3 separate regions of the Sus scrofa genome follow, and regions 2 and 3 are each linked to region 1. Evidence: chromatin contacts called from public Hi-C and HiChIP or PLAC-seq data. All regions are on one chromosome and are shown on one strand. The core of a region is the stretch at or near the end of the contact, and the rest is flanking DNA. Distances in the headings are between cores, read along the strand shown.

Region 1 (3,078 bases), core at 257-2,756:
TGTGGGGATTCTCGCTTCTGCCTATCTTAGGGTGAGTTTGGGGGGATGGTTTTCTAAAATGACTAGGGCATGATGAGTGGGGGCCACTTAGAACCAGGGGAATCAGATCAGTCAGCCTACTGCCTCTCCCTGGTGAGACAGTCTACGGGGTAGTTGAAGAGAGGACTCAGGTTGGCACATGGACTTCCTGTTAAAGATAGGGGCCCTGCAGAGATGAGAGGGACCCCAGAGCTCATGAATCTGGTGGTCTCAATTTACTGATAGGGAAGCTGAGACCCAGGGAAGGAAAGGGATTTTTCCAGGTGCTCATTCTTTGGGCCATCCTAAGGAATCTTCATTTTCAGCCAGTTGCTCTTTTCTTTCCCATGAATTTCCTTAGAAGGGATAACTGAAATGTGTATTAAGACGAGAATGTCTCTCCTGCCCTACCTCACAGGGGTATTTAAAAAGGGAACTGGTGTGACTCAATATTGCCATAGAGCGATGTCATTTTGTGCTATTTTGAACAATTAAAAGACTTTTTTTTTTTTTCTGAAGGAAAAAAAAGGCAACTGAAATTCAAAGATGTTATTTAGAATGTCATCACTGGAACAAAGGCATGGATTCTTTCAAGATAGGGACATTGAGGAGTCTAAACATAGAGATGTTATGTGTTTTTCCAAGATCACACAGCATTTTCACTGTGCAGAGCTGGGGGTGGAATGCCAGGGCTGGGGGGACCTCTGCAGCCTCTGGCATTGGAAGCCAAGGACGTTGACCTAGTGCTTGCCTGAGACCTTGAGGAGCCCTGTGGACTAGATGTGGGATGCATGGATAGATAAATAGAAGCCACGATAGACAATAGCAGGTGATGAACGGTAGGTAGACAGGTAGCAGACTAACGCTGCATCTGACAGATGACACACATGTTGATAGATAAACTGGATGAGAAATGAAATGGAATTTATGGGCTGACTTTAGAACCAAAGGATGCCAATAGCTAACAGCTTCGTTTTCTATTTAGTCAAATAGTAACACGCACAGGGGATCCACACTCCCTGTTCAAGGTTTGAAAATACCCGGAAACTGACGGAAAGAAACGAAGAGTCAGAATCTGGGTACCACCCGAGGGAATGACCCGAAGCTCGCCCGATCTCGGGTGTTGCCGGAAATGGCCGACGACCGCCGTCGGCTGCTGGGCGGGATGGGGGCGTGGCCGGCTCACGGCACGAGGAGCAGCTTCGGGTGTTTCCGGAAACAGCCGAGAGCCCGCGAAGTGGGCGGGGAAAAGCCTGTGGGCATCGCTGGAGTACCCGGGGAGGCTTCGTGGATTTCCGTAAACAGAGCCGAAGCTTGATCTTCGGAATCGAGGAGGTGCGCGCGTCCCCGGGGCTACCTTCTTCGGGTGTTTCCGGAATTCACCCGTAGTCCGTGGCCGGGAGGAGAAGGCGCGCCCCCCTCCCGTTTCAAGCCGCTTCGGATGTTTCCGGCTGCTGCCGGCGGAAAGAGCCGAGGGCCGGCGGTGGTGGCGGCCATGTTGGGAGCAGCAGGTCCGGCGGCGGCTGCCTGGGTGCCGGGCGCGGAGCAGTGCCGCTGAGGGCAGGGGAGGAGCGAGGCAGGCGGCCGGCTGCGGCGGCAGAGAGTAGGCGGAGCGGCGCGGCCCGGCCGAAAGGCGGCACAGCCCAGCCGGGGGTCGGGGGGGTGCGGTCCGGAGCCGCTCGGAGCCGGCGCGGCCTAGCCCGAGCGGCGCATCCCCGGGCTGGCGTGAGCGGCAGCCCGGCCTCCCCGCACCCCCGGCCGGGGCCCATGCGGCGGGTGCCCCTGCTGTGAGAAGCCCCGCCCGGCCGGGCTCCGCGCCTTCCCTTCCCTCCCTTCCTCCAAGCTTCTCGGTTCCCTCCCCCGAGATACCGGCGCCATGTCCAGCGCCCGGACCCCCCTACCCACGCTGAACGAGAGGGACACCGAGCAGGTAAGGAGCCTGAAGGCTCCCCGAATTCTCTGGCTGGGCCCCTGCACCTTGCAGAGCCTCCTCCCTCCTCAGTTCTCCTCGTGCCCCTGCTGCCGTTCTGTAAGCCTCGGCTGCCCTGTCATCTGGCTCCTGGCACCGCACATCCCCCTTCCGAGTCCTGTCCTGGGACCCACCTCGTCCAGACTCCAAGCTGCACACTTGTCTTTCTGCCGACCCCCCCGTCTCCCCTCACCGCCCTCCTGCGCTCTTCCGTGTTACCTCCCCAGCTTCCTCTTCTCTTCCCTTTTTCTCTCAGGGGCCTTTCTGGTCTTCCTCCACCCACGCTTAAAGCAGCCACCCTCCTGCTCCCCCAGTAGCACCCTGCGATTTGCCCCAGATCGTTGTCCACCTCTTCCTCCATCCCTCCAGCCTTGCGTCCCCTCCGCCCGCACCGGTTCTCCCAGTCCCGGTTCCCACCCTCGGGGGCCTTGCCCTGGAGTGTGTTCTCAGTCCCTATCCTCTTCCAGTTCCCTAGCGTTTTATGCTGCCTCTTGCTTCTCCACATTGTGCTCGCCGTCTTGCTTGCAACCCACCAGCTCCACCCTCATCACCTTTCCAAATCGTTCGCCTACTCTTGGCTCATCACTTTCCCTTCTCTTCTCCAGGAGCTCCCTGGTGCCTCGCGCTGGCATTTGTTGCTTCCGTGTTTCCCATCCAGCTGTCATGCGCATAGTTTTCCCACAGGTTGTCTTGGGGGTTCCAGTCTTCACCCCCGTCAGAGCCTTTGGATTGGTCACGATCTCTTCCTCTGGGGTGCCCCGGTCTCCTGTTTCTCACTGTGAGCACTTTACCAGTCTGCTCCCTGAGCTCTTCCTGCCGAGGGGAAGACATTATTTCAGCCCCACTCCATTAACCGCAACCTGTTGCTCAGATCTTTCCCGGCCCCGCTGCATCACCGTCCTTCCCTTTTTGTCCTTAGACCGCGACGCAGACCGTGACGCTTCCTTGTCTCCACTCCTGCCTCTGGCCCTCTCCATAGTATCTCCCCCCTTGCTTGTTGCCTTCCGGTTTCTCTACCCCCACCCTGTCTTCCTTACTGTAGCTCTTGCTCAGGATTGCCTTTCATCTCCATATTAGTCTCCTGCCTTTTT
Region 2 (3,290 bases), core at 623-3,122, 69 kb after region 1:
ACCCTCCCCGGCGCGCTCGCTCTCCCCGGCGCGCTCGGGCTGCTGCTCGCTCGCCCGCTCTCCGCCGCCGCTCGCTCCTCGCGCACACAATGAAGCTGCTGGCAGGGAAGTAGTGCCGGCTGCGGCCTCAGCACCCCTCCCCCAGCCGATGCCTCCGCCAGCTGAACATCTGGCCCTGGGGTGGGAGGGAGGGCCCGGGGGGCGGGGCCTAGGGGCCGGGGCTAGACCTCCAGGGGGTGGGGTCAGGACCCGGGTGGAGAGCTTTTCCCTCTGCGGGCCCCGGGGGCTCCCAGACTTGCCCCTGGGGGAGACCCCCCCCGGCTCCCCAGGAGTAGCCGGGGGGGGGGTCAGCCCCACCCACGCGCACACCAGCCCCACACACCAGTGGGCTCAGGTTACTGCCGCCTGCCCTGGGGGCCCTGAGGCCGCCTGCCCGCCCGCCCGGGTGGAGCCCAGCTTTTCCTTCCATTTCCCTTCCTGCTAAGGAACTCCCCGCCCCCCCTTCCGCAGGGGGGACCCCCCCCTTCATGCGCCCTTGGGGGCCAGAGCGGATGGGAGGCCGGACAGGAGAGAAATGAATTCCTTCAAGAGCTACCGGGCCGAAGCCTGGCTTCTGGTACATCTGTGGGTCCCCAGGGGTCACCTCAATTCCCTTTAACTGCTGCAGTGCGCACCCCAAAACAGTGGCACAGGGGGCTGCGGGCTGGGGAGTGGGAAGTGTAGGGGAAGCTCTGGACTGCAGGGGGAGGGAGGCGCTGGGTCCCCTCCCCACTGGGTTCAGTGTCACCCCAGCTAGGAGCAGCATCCCCCTCCCCCAGGACAAGCACGGGCAGAGTGACAGACCGGGAAGCGGGTAGAGCGGCACAGACGGAGATGGGGGAGGGGGGGTGGGCAGAGACTTTCAAAGCCAGACCCAGCCACCCTGCCAGGCACACAAAGAGCCAGCGCACACACCGGCGGCGGCTCTGAGCCTGCGAGCAGCGCCGGTGCCCGTCCCCGCCGCCGAAGGCACGTGCTGCAGCACACACAGGCCGAAGCCCCCACCCTCCTGTCGCCCCTCCCACCCGAGCCCTAGACTCCTAGACACACCTCCAGCCGGGCACACCCCGCTGTGCCCAGACTGAGCTGAGCCTGCACTCGCACCCTCCTCTCCCTTCCCTTCGTCGGCCACTCTGTAATCAGATTCCTAAATTTAGAAGCAACCCAGGGCCCAGCCAGGGATCCCCGCCCCCACCCGCTGCCTGCGGCCAGCCGGCCAGGGTCCTGCGGTCGGGCCACGACCCGGCCGGGGCCTCCTGGTCCTGGGGGCTTCTGCGGGCAGCCAGGCAAAGTCAGGCACGACCCCACCCGTGCTGTCGGGCCACAAGGGACCACCCAGCCGGCGGCCACGTTGCCCGCCACACCTCCGGCCAGAGCTATAGGGCCTTTTTCCTCCTCTTAAATCATGGATTGGGCACCAAGCCTTAGGGTGGGGAGATCTGGACAAAGGAGAATGAATGGGCCAAGGGCAGGTCTGAGCTAAAGGGGTCTGCTACAAGATGGAAAGAACCTCCCCAGGCTGACCCCTCCTGAGCGGCAGGGTGCCACCCTGTCCCCAGCACCTCCAATCTTTCCGGGAGCCTCTCATCTCTGTCCCCTCCTGCCTGGCAGGCAGCCATCGCTGCACACAGCCCTCTCCTATGATGGAGCCTTCCATTTTGCCCACACAGGTCCCCCGCTAGGCAGGGCCTCTGTTGGGCTCCCCAGTTCCCCGTGGCCTCTTTTCTATACTCACACTTAGGGTCAGGGCCCAGCTCCTCGCCCCACCGCAGGCCTCCGCCTCCTGCTTATTTTGGCCTCTGTCCTCCAGGACTGCCCCAGGTACCCCCAGCCACTGGCCTCCCTCTCTCCTTAGCACCCCTCCCCCGCTAAGAACCTAATTCTGCTCTCACTTCTCCCTAGAGCCTGGAGCTCAGGGCCAGAGGAAGATTCGGCTCCGGGGTGGGGGCAGGGAGAGGAGGGTTTTTTTTTTTTCCCCTTGGAATTGGGAAGGAAGGGGAAGTCCCTAGACCCCAGGGTGATGAGACTTCTGCCTGGGAGGTGGGACACGACACGGGAGGATTAGCCTAGGAATTTGGGGGTGATTGTGGGGTCCACGGTGTCCAGAGAGGAGGCACAAGCCTAGTGAGCACCCTCCTCCCCAAGGGGCAATGGCACAGGGTTAGGAGGGGGAGGGGCAAGGCCCCACCCTCCCACCTGCTGCAGCCGCCCCCTCCCCAGCTGGCCCCCTCTTTTGTGCAAAGCCACACAAAGGACAAGGGGCCCCGGCCGTCCTGGCCATCTGCTCCCAGCAGCCTGAAGGCTCTTAAAGAGACAGCACCCCCTCCCTGCCCTGGGGCTGTGGGGTAGGATGGAGCGGGCACGCCACAGGACCTGGTCTCAGCGGTTCCCCACAGCCCTCACCCTTTTCCCTCGTTCCCCCAGCCAGCCCCAGGTCGGGAATCCGTCTCCCCCAGGACAGGGCACTGAGGTGCCACGTGGCTGGAACGGGGTGGGGGGGGGGAGGCAGCAGCACGGCCCCTCCCCTCCTCCAGCCCTAGGCGACTAGGGGCCTGGGAAGCTCAGCAGCTCAGCCCTAGTCTTGAGGTCCCTCACCCCCCTGAGGCCAGCTCTGAGCTTTGTGAGAGCTGCTGGTCTGGGAGCGCCTCCCCCGCCATTCTCACTGATGCTCTCCCCCTCACCCTTCCTCTGGGAGGATGATGGCGGCGGCGCCTGCTTTTTGAGGGCTCTAGGCCGCCTGGTGGCAACGCCTGTGATCCGGGTACATTTATTTCCTGCGTTTTCCAGTTGAGGAAACTGAGGCTTGGCTCCGCCCCGGACCCCCCCCTTGCCCACAGGCCTCCACAAAGCCAGAGCCACTGGCCCTGTCTGAGGCCTGCCTCCTCGGCCCTGAGATCCCCGGAGGAGCCAGACCCAGGCATTCAGGTTCAGCGCCTTTGCCACACTGCTAGGGACCCAAGTTTACATTATTTGTGTGACTGTTTATTTTTGTGACTCTCTCCCTGCTGGGCCCCAGGCAGGGATCCGGTCCACCCACTGTGTTCACTGCTGAGTTCTCAGTGCCTGGCATATAGTAGGCACTCAATATTTGCTGAATAAATAAATGAGAGTAGCCCAGAAAGCCTTCCTCTTTGCTGGGTTCCTCTGTCCTCTGTGTGCTGGGCATCTCGCCTCCTCCCTCCACGAGGTGAGGCAGTGGGGACAAAGGTCGAGCAGGGATGCTGGGAGAGAAAAGGAGGGTGACCTTGAGC
Region 3 (3,169 bases), core at 6-2,505, 86 kb after region 1:
GATTCAGATGTCACCTCATGTTTGCCTTCCCTGAACATCTTAGTTAAAACGAGAAACCCAGCTTTCCCCATGTGGCTTCTCTGCTTTGTTTTCCTCTGTAGACCCTATATCATCTGTATGTATTTTACCTGTTCATTCAGTTCATTATCTGTCTTTTCCTTCCAGAATACAAGTTCTATGAGGACAGTGCCTTTTCTCTTTTTTATTTGCATTGATTTCTGCAACAGTGTGTGTAGCATATGGTAGACACTCAACAGGTGTTGCTTGCCTGGTTCTTTGGGGGCCACCACTGCGCTGAGCACTGAAGATGGGATGAGGGGCAAAACCTGACAAAGCCTATGAAGCTTGTCTTGGGCAGCAGTTCTCTGACTGTCATGAGTACGTCCCTACCTGGGGAACTCTTAGAAGGGAAGACTCTGGCTCCACCCCTGAAGATTCTAGGGGAGGCCCCCGGGGGTGTGCACAGCACACAGGCTCAAGCGATTCTGAGGCAGGTCAAGTGGGGGGCACACTGGTCTGTTGGGATAGACTGAAATTAATATGGTCCAGGGCGCCTTATGTCTCATTTTCACAGCACCTTCCACTCTCCATTAAACAGTCGTGTCTGTCTTCCTTCTAAACAGTAATTTTGGACTGCGAGAGTATCTTGCGCCTTTCTATGCCCCCTGGGCTCTGCACAGCGTAGGCGTAGTTGCTAGTCAATGTTTACTGAGAGAGCGAATGAATAGTTAGAAGATGGATGAATGACTCTGGTTAGAAAAGGAATTTCAAGAGTTTAAGATCTAGTGGTTAAGGAACCTGACTAGTATCCATGAAGACAAGGGCTACATCCCTGGCCTCGCTCAGTGGGTTAAGGATCCGGCGTTGCCGTGAGCTGTGGTGTAGGTCGCAGATGCGGCTCGGATCCCGCGTTGCTGTGGCTGTGGCATAGGCCGGCAGCTGAGCTCCAATTGGACCCCTAGCCTGGGAACCTAGATAAAAGACCAAAAGGTGGCAAAGACTTTTTCCCCAAAGACTTGCTCTTTGCCCGAGAGTTGTAGGAGGGGCTGGTATTTCAGAGGTCTCCATGCGTTCGGTAGGCTGGGAAAGGTGGCTGTTCGTCGGCAGACCCTGGCCCGCAGCAGAGAGGGAGCGAAGCTCGGGAACCGCGCTGCCACCCAGCCAGCTGTCCAGGGGCGCGCTTCTCCCGGGACGTTGCCATAGCTACACTCACAGCCTGGCGAGGGGTGGGCGGGCCCTGTCTACGTCATCCCCAGAGCGACGCCGCTCTGCGCCTTCTGCCTCTATCGGGTGCGAGACCCTCTGCCCGCCTCCCCGGCTCTCCACCTGCGCGCCTTCCCCCGGCTCGTCCCCTCCCCCGGCTCTGCGCCGGCGCGGTGCCCGCCGGGGCGCGCGGGGAGCCCGCGAAGCGCATGCGTGGTGCGGGGCCCGCCGCCGCTCAGGTTTTGCCGCCGCCGCCGCCGTTGCCGCCTCCCTGCCGGCAAGTGTGGGAAGGAGGAACTGAGGGCCACCGCCGCCGTTGCCGCCATGGGGGTGAGTGAGGCAGGGACAGGAGGCGCGAAGGCTAGACGGGCTCCCCGCTTCTCTCGCCCCCTGCGCCCCCTTTGTTCCTTGAACCCCCTCTCACGTGACGCCGACCCCCTCCGGCCTCACGTGACCCCCAACCCCCACATGACCCGACCTCCCCAGACTGAGTGTCCCCACGCTCAGCCCAGCCCGGGAATCTGCTGGGGAGCCCCCTTCTCCGGGCCCCACCCCCTCGGTGCCCCCTGCCCCTCGCGTCGCGCCCACCTCTCACTTCCTCCAGGATGTGTTATCTTCTTGGCCTCCCCCAGACCCCCGCACAGTCCCTGGGTTATTCCCCCCCCCCCGCCCCCAGGGGTCACCCATCACCCGGCTGCACCGGCCTCGCGGCTTCCCACATTCTAGGCCTACACTGGCTTGGAGGGAAGCAGGGCACCCAGCCAAGGTCACACAGGGGGTGACTGGGAGCCAGACCCCGACTCAGGCCTCCCGAATCCCTGGCCGCTGCGCTTCCCACTACTGGGATTCCCAGCGAAGCTAGTTTCCCCGGTTTCTTTTGAAATGTCTCCACCAGGTTCTTCCCGCTCCGAAAACATTCTCTTCCTTTTCGACAGAGGCCTGCTTTCAAGGCTCCCAGATGCACTGACGTGGGTCTTATTACTTGGGTTGTTAGTTGTCTTCTTATTGCGGGTGGCTGTACAGAAGGTGAGCCCGGGGCCAGTGGAGGGTCACCGGTCATGGGCCCAGCCACGGATGGATAGTGACCTCCTGTTTTGCAGGAGGCCGCCTGGAGGTACATTTTATGGCCTCCCCTGGCATGTGCTGGAAGAGAGTTGGGAGGAACTTATTCTCATTTTTCTGTGAATTCATCTTCCTAAATCTCAGTTAGAGCAGCATCACTCTGCTAAGACTGTAACTGGCTCTCCCCAATACCCTGTATCTTAGTTTTTTCCATCCAATTTCCACCACCTTTAGGAAGCCCTGACTTTGGAGCCAGAGAGACCTCCATTCCAGCCTCATCTTCTCTGGCCAGTGGCATGATAGTGTGCCAGTGACATGGCCTTTGGGGACTTGAATTTCCTTGTCTTTGTAACGAGGCTGATGATACCTCCCTCTTAGGAGAGTTGTGAGGATCCAGTGAGAGGGTGGATGTAGACAACTACATAGGTGCCTCTTAAATAGCAGTGGTTGTTATTTTTGCCTGTATTCTCAGCCTTTGGTAATCTAAAATAGATTTGTGCTATTTTTAACTTCAGTTTGTCCCTACTGTTATTAACCTAGATTTTTTTTTTCCTCTCCACTCAGATAGGTATTGACTGAATGAATCAACTTGTTAGACAAAAATAGTTGTCTAATCCATGTCCAAGCACTTTATGTAATTCAATGTCAAAACATATTTGTCGTGTTTCAACAAGGACTTTTGGATACTGTGTAGAAAGTCAAGTCTAGAGACCTTAGCCGTATTTAACTTAACCTAGATTTTAGTGAAAAGTCACAGACCTCAGCCCTCATGGAAACCCAGTAAACCTTGGTCCCTGGCTCCAGACTGAGCAGAAAACAAGAAGTATGACATGTCATTCTGGTTCAACACTTCCTTGTTGGTGGAGTTGAAACAGCAGGCCTCAGAGATCCTGTGATCCTCGCT

The links. A called contact is a pair of places that touch in the nucleus more often than the background predicts. HiChIP or PLAC-seq counts read pairs in DNA pulled down with a chosen protein or histone mark.
Region 2: an H3K27ac HiChIP or PLAC-seq map of skeletal muscle shows a contact between it and region 1. The contact joins the promoter of RCOR2 here to the promoter of MARK2 in region 1. A contact is called at or near these places in 4 of 5 promoter capture datasets (fetal liver, fetal skeletal muscle, liver and 1 more), 15 of 47 Hi-C or Micro-C datasets (blood, embryonic fibroblasts, fetal liver and 9 more) and 2 of 2 datasets of contacts at active chromatin or transcription factors (alveolar macrophages and skeletal muscle).
Region 3: a contact with region 1 is called in a Hi-C map of retroperitoneal adipose tissue, with 2.4 times the contacts expected there. The contact joins the promoter of NAA40 here to the promoter of MARK2 in region 1. A contact is called at or near these places in 4 of 5 promoter capture datasets (fetal liver, fetal skeletal muscle, liver and 1 more), 25 of 47 Hi-C or Micro-C datasets (adipocytes, adipose tissue, alveolar macrophages and 15 more) and 2 of 2 datasets of contacts at active chromatin or transcription factors (alveolar macrophages and skeletal muscle).

What each region holds. Positions count from the first base shown.
Region 1 is chr2:8,214,395-8,217,472 of Sscrofa11.1, reverse strand. MARK2 (serine/threonine-protein kinase MARK2) reads left to right here and starts at 1,506. Exons shown (of 18, transcript XM_021082895.1): 1 at 1,506-1,948. The coding sequence starts at 1,895.
Region 2 is chr2:8,145,262-8,148,551 of Sscrofa11.1, reverse strand. It overlaps RCOR2 (REST corepressor 2), which reads right to left and starts at 1,872. Exons shown (of 13, transcript XM_021082899.1): 1 at 1,775-1,872.
Region 3 is chr2:8,128,161-8,131,329 of Sscrofa11.1, reverse strand. It overlaps NAA40 (N-alpha-acetyltransferase 40), which reads left to right and starts at 1,255. Exons shown (of 8, transcript XM_021082889.1): 1 at 1,255-1,533. The coding sequence starts at 1,528.